Regions from separate parts of the Zea mays genome. Here region 2 is linked to region 1. A link is a contact called in public Hi-C data. All regions are on one chromosome and are shown on one strand. The core of a region is the stretch at or near the end of the contact, and the rest is flanking DNA. Distances in the headings are between cores, read along the strand shown. Region 1 holds the start of LOC100272444. Region 2 has its middle 6.3 kb from the start of LOC103627441.

The links. Hi-C and Micro-C count contacts between places; a contact is called where the count stands out from the background.
Region 2: a Hi-C map of leaf shows a contact between it and region 1, with 7 times the contacts expected there. The contact joins the enhancer-like site here to the promoter of LOC100272444 in region 1. A contact is called at or near these places in 23 of 25 Hi-C or Micro-C datasets (bundle sheath, ear, endosperm and 6 more) and 1 of 3 datasets of contacts at active chromatin or transcription factors (seedling).

What each region holds. Positions count from the first base shown.
Region 1 is chr5:191,071,666-191,074,365 of Zm-B73-REFERENCE-NAM-5.0, forward strand. It overlaps LOC100272444, which reads right to left and starts at 1,281. Exons shown (of 9, transcript NM_001146918.1): 1 at 1,159-1,281.
Region 2 is chr5:191,179,943-191,182,642 of Zm-B73-REFERENCE-NAM-5.0, forward strand. No RefSeq gene overlaps it. Among protein-coding and RNA genes, the nearest start is that of LOC103627441, 6.3 kb to the left of the region's middle. Within about 2 kb of position 1,384, at least 19 of the 20 cell types and tissues checked have an H3K27ac peak or open chromatin away from gene starts, as enhancers often do. A contact at or near this core is called in bundle sheath, ear, endosperm and 5 more, where this site is marked.

The DNA.
Region 1 (2,700 bases), core at 31-2,530:
ATGTATCATGATATTAAGAAAAACTAGAGATTCGACAGCTCACAAAGTAGTACAATAATTACTTAATGTAATTCAATTCAAAATAAACTTTCAGCTGGTCAGCGAGAACCAACTTTTGAAAGAGAAGAACCAGCGATCACTTCACAAAAAGAAGAAAAGAGTCTGAAGACCATCCAATGCTCAGTCAGTTTGTTTTTTTATTGTAGTCAAATGTCCTCAATAACTAGTTACTCACATAGGTCTTACAAGAAGTGGCTAACCAAAGCTGGCATAAGTAGATGGACTATCATTAGCACTTATATATATACGAAAAAGAATGATTGCACCATGTGGAAATAATTCAGCCATGTCAGCAGCAGAACACTGTAGTACACAGAGCAAGAGTCGTACATTCAGTACAAGTTAACTATATCAAAACCACATCATAGATGAACCGACAAATACGAGTTCATGTTTGTATTCTTAAAGATACTACTAACATCATGTATTCATGGTAGGAACGAGTTGTGGGACTCCTCGGAGGAATTGCACAAGAGATTTTCACCGCAAGAAAGAACCAAAACTGAAACGAACTATCAAGAGTTGAGTACACAAGGTTTTAATCATGCTTTCAGTAGGAGAAATCAAAGAAGCGATTAGCAAAAGAACCTCAAAGACTAGCCTCCTGTAGGGTCTCTACAATACCAACAAAGGCTAACTAAGAACGCGAAGAAGCCAAACCCTCCAGCACGGTGGACACTTCAAGATGGAATCCGCTGCACATGAGAGCAATCGCGGAGGCACTAAGAAACAAGAGTGGCTAGGCAGGAAATCGATGGAACTGCTCGTACACTAAGGAAGCGGCACGGGTAGACTTGAACTGAAAGGAAGAAACCAAATCAAGCAACGACGATTGCACGAAAGACAGCGGCCCCCAGGCGCGCACGCAGGGGCACTATCCGAGACGATCTCGCTTTCCACATCGAATTCCACGCCGACCCGAGCGACCGCCAGCGCCAGTCTCCTTTCTTAGGCCACGCATCGGAATGAAGAAATTAAAACACTAACGCACGAGCACGAGCACGGCCCCGGCGCCCGCCGGCCCTATCCTAGCCAAATCAGGATCTTTTCCCGATCACGCTACCGAATTCCAAGAGCTGAGTAAATCAAGAAACGCACCTGCGTCGGAGGCTCGGAGCCGCAGCTAGCTAGCGCAGCGGCAGAGAACGAAGAAGAGGCAAAGCGTGCAGGTGCAGCAGCTATAGCGGCGCGATCGATCCCTGGCGTGAATGGAGTGTGAGGTGTTGGTCTCTTCTCCTCCGCCGTGTGCGCGCTTGGCCTCCTTTAAATGGTGGTGCCGTCCGGCTTTGGGCGCTCCAATGGAAAGGCAGGGTACAGGGGAGAGGAGAGGAGGGGAGAGCGCAACCAAAAAGCGGCGGCCCCGCCGATCCCAAAGGCGAAACGCTGCTCGCTTATATGCGCTCAAAAAAGGAAGGGGGCGGGCGGGCAAAAGGCCAGTTCCACAACTTGGCGCACACCACTAGCGAACTAGTGAGAGCCGAGCCGCTGCCGTGACGGCCCGACGAGGACGAGAGGGCAGACGAGATCTCTCGGAATTCAGCGCTGGGGATGGAAACACTGGCGCCGGGATTCCCAATGCCTGCCAAACCATTATTGCCACTATAAACTACTACTGCTAGTCTACTCTCTCTCTATCAGCTTTCTTCGTTTGGCTTCCACTTTTTCTAGCGATCGAGGAAAGAATCGAGTACTCGTCTTCACCTCCTTTCCGTCGTCTCCTTGATTTTTTTTTCTTTAGTCTTCCTCCCGCTCCCTGGAATTGCTTTCCTGGTCACCAGCTTACCTGTTCCAATTGTGCGCGTGCATTTGGTAAATTAAAAGAAGATTTCTCCCTCGGTGGCATCGGGAGTTATTAGGACATGACAGCTCCGAGCTCATTTTTTAAGCCCAGTGCGGCCGAGCACGGTGCCATCCATCGCTAGCGACCTAGCGTGTAGTGTGTACAAAATGCCCATGGCGGATTCATTCAGAGCGGCGGATATGTCGTCCGGAGGGGCGGTGGGAGGTCAAATGGGACGGGAGCAAAAGAGACAAAGATCTTTTCTGTTCTCGCTTATCCAAGTGTTTGTTGCAAGGAGATGTATATCTGCATCTGCTGCTACTCGCCTCTACCTGTCAACTTTGAAGGTGTGGGTTTGCTTGGTCCTACTACTATCATACAAAGTAAGGGTGAAAACGGATCGGTATAACCGTCGTTACCGAATATGAATAGTAGAAATACTTATTTTTTCGGATATGGATTCAGATATTTTTATATTTGAGACTGATATGGGTAATGTCCAGATAGTTCAGCTTCATATTCGGATCGGATACGGAGCGAGTACTGCCCTGTAAATACCTGGATATTCGGCTTGGATACGAATACCCGGAATTCAGGTACCCAATTTTCTTTTTTCTGTATAATAATATAGTTATAAAATTATGAAATTGGATATGAAATTGGATGAAGATAAACTTTATATGAAAATTATAGAGCTCGAAGAGAAGTAAATCTACATCTTCTGTTGCTACTTGCCTACTGTGAAGGTGTGGATTTGCTTGGTCCTACTCCTACCCTAAAAAGTAGATCGGAGATAATAGGTGTGAGTGTTTCTGAACAAACCTCAAGTGCTTCCTTTTTTTCATAAGGAAATGCTCATG
Region 2 (2,700 bases), core at 134-2,633, 110 kb after region 1:
CATTTTACGCTTCCACTAAAAAGCAAGTTCCACATTCGTCGTTTTAAAACAGATCATTGATTTACGCTAAAATTCGTATCCATTTACGCTGTTTCGGATCACGTCTTACGCTTAAATCCACCTGACCTAGAACCCGAGCACGATCGGAGCGCGATTTTGACGTCGTAATTTAGGCCACATTCGTTGTTACGAAATAGATTGGTGATGTACGATAAAATTTGTACCCATTTACGCTGTTTGGTTCACGTTTTACGCTGAAATTTGACCAAGCCAAAATCCGTGCACGATCGAACGTGATCAATCTACGCTGTTTTAGCTAATATAGGAGTTACGCTAAATTTCGTATTCATTTACGATGTTTTAGCTCACGTTTTACGCCGGAATCTGCCCTAGCCAGAACCCGCGCACGATTGGTGCACGCGATTTTCACGCCGTAATTTTGGGCTTCGTTTGCTGTTACAAAACAAATATATGATTTACGCTAAATTTCGTACTCATTTACGATGTTTTAGCTCACGTTTTACGCTGGAATCCGCCCGAGCAGAACCCGCGAACTGCGGCTGTAAATTAAAATTTATTTCCTTCTACTAATGCTCCTCGAACCGTAACTGTCCCTTTATTTACGCGATTATGCAGCACGTCTTTCCTTATATCAAACTGGTCAAGATTTATATAATGCATGGTTTATGCTATCATGTTACACATCGTTATGGAGTCGTAAACGGTGTGCACATGGTAATATTCGTTTCCGTGAGTCAAGGTACAAAATATCCCTTCTATGCATGATTTATGCACATTACTACATATATTTATGTGTGCGTATTTGTTTTCTCCCGTAACTGCGCCTTTATTTACGCGCACGAAGAGCACGTCTTTCCTTATCTCAAAACCGGTGGGAGATTTTAAATGTTTGCATGGTTTACGCTATCATGTATCACAACGTTATGCAGTCGTAAACGTCTAGCACATGCAAATATTCGTGCGCGTGATTCCTGGCATGCAAAGATTCCATTTATGCATGAGTTATGCACATTTGTACACATATTTATGGTTGTGTAATTGCATGTCGCGTGTAAGACGGGATACGTGGTTATCCTTTGCATAAATGGTGCAGGCTGGCGTCCAGTGGGCCGAACGCGACCCGATCGGTCTCTCTGGCTGGGGCTTCGTCCACTAACGGAAGCCCAGGGCTTCCATTACCTCTTCCCTGTATATATATATAAATCTAGTCGGTCTAAAGTTCTAAGTACCTCGTCTACGACACAAAATTATTATTCATCCATGTCAGTGCTTGCGCACGAGCAACGCTCACACTGCCGGTGCAGCAGAAAGGTGTCATATTGTTATTTTTTCGGGTGTAGGACCCCCCGAGATGGGAGCACTACACGACCCTACCTGAAAGCTAGTAGTACTATATGCAGATCACATCATCCACACACACTCATATGCAGTGTGTGTGTGTGTCTTTCTTTTGCACACATACAGATTTGCATCCCTGCAGGCGAGGTACATCTTGTAGATTCCTTCTTCGGTGGCTGCACCGGTGGTGGTGACGTCATCCAAAAAGAATGTTGGGCACTCGGGGGGGGGGGGGGGGGGGGGGCTGTCCACCTCATCAGACTTGAGCTTTGCAGAAATATATGCTTCAAAAAGTGCTTTGCGTTTTCAGAACTGATTAAATCACTATCAGCATTAAGTGGTGGGTAGTAGGTTAATCAGAGATTCAGAAACATAACGTCCACGATGGTGGATTTTTTTTCCCCCTTGATAAAAGGAAATTATGGCGCCTTTTGTGTCTACGTAAATTTTGTTTCAAAAAGTAAGAGAGAAAAAGAGTAATTGGAACAGTTCCTGGGCCTGGAATTAATGAGCTAACCGGCCGTGCCCTTATTAGTAGGTGAAAATTTTAAAAAAGAAAGTTGTGAACAAGTGCAGTGCAGGTAAAGTTGGCTCGGAGGCGAGCAGCAAGCAAGCGAGAGGTGAAAGATACGCATGGATACCTTGCACTCGAAGAAAGGCACCTGGAACCTCGCTTTTTTGCCGCATCAAGGAGAGAGAGAGAGAGAGAGAGAGAGAGAGAGAGAGAGAGAGAGAGAGAGAGAAATGCGTCTTTGTCCAACTCGCAACGGAACCAGGCTCTTTTGCTAATAACCAGAAGCCGAGGGCACTAGCGCTAAGCAGTAAGCATGCCAATGCAACCCACTTGCCGCGCGCCCGCTTTTTATTATTCGCCCTCACACACACACTGACAAGAGAGAGTGAGCCGTGGGAAGGAAAAAAAAAGAAAAGGATATCGATATCATGGCACCCAGCTGGTAATGCGGCGTAGAATCTAGTAGGCCGCCTTCGCGCGCGCTGCTCCTAGATTTTCAGACGACCACTCGATCAGAGGGGGGTCAAAAGGGCTTCTTCAATTCCACACGGCCACGACACAGATTCCTCCGGGCGGCCACACGGAGGTCGACACGACGACGGAATCCACTCGCCTCGGAGAGATTCGTCCCGGCGCCACTGATCGATCGCCACTGTTGCGTCGTTCTCCCGGCGATCCTGCACCTGCGCTGCGTGGTGCAGGCGGAGCTAGGCTTAGGCAACTACGGATGGCTTTCTACGATTCTTTCTGTCATGTGTTCAGCCGTTACAGGCTTTGCATGCATGCGATTAGTATCAGACAGACGAGACGACACCTTGCTGCCTTGC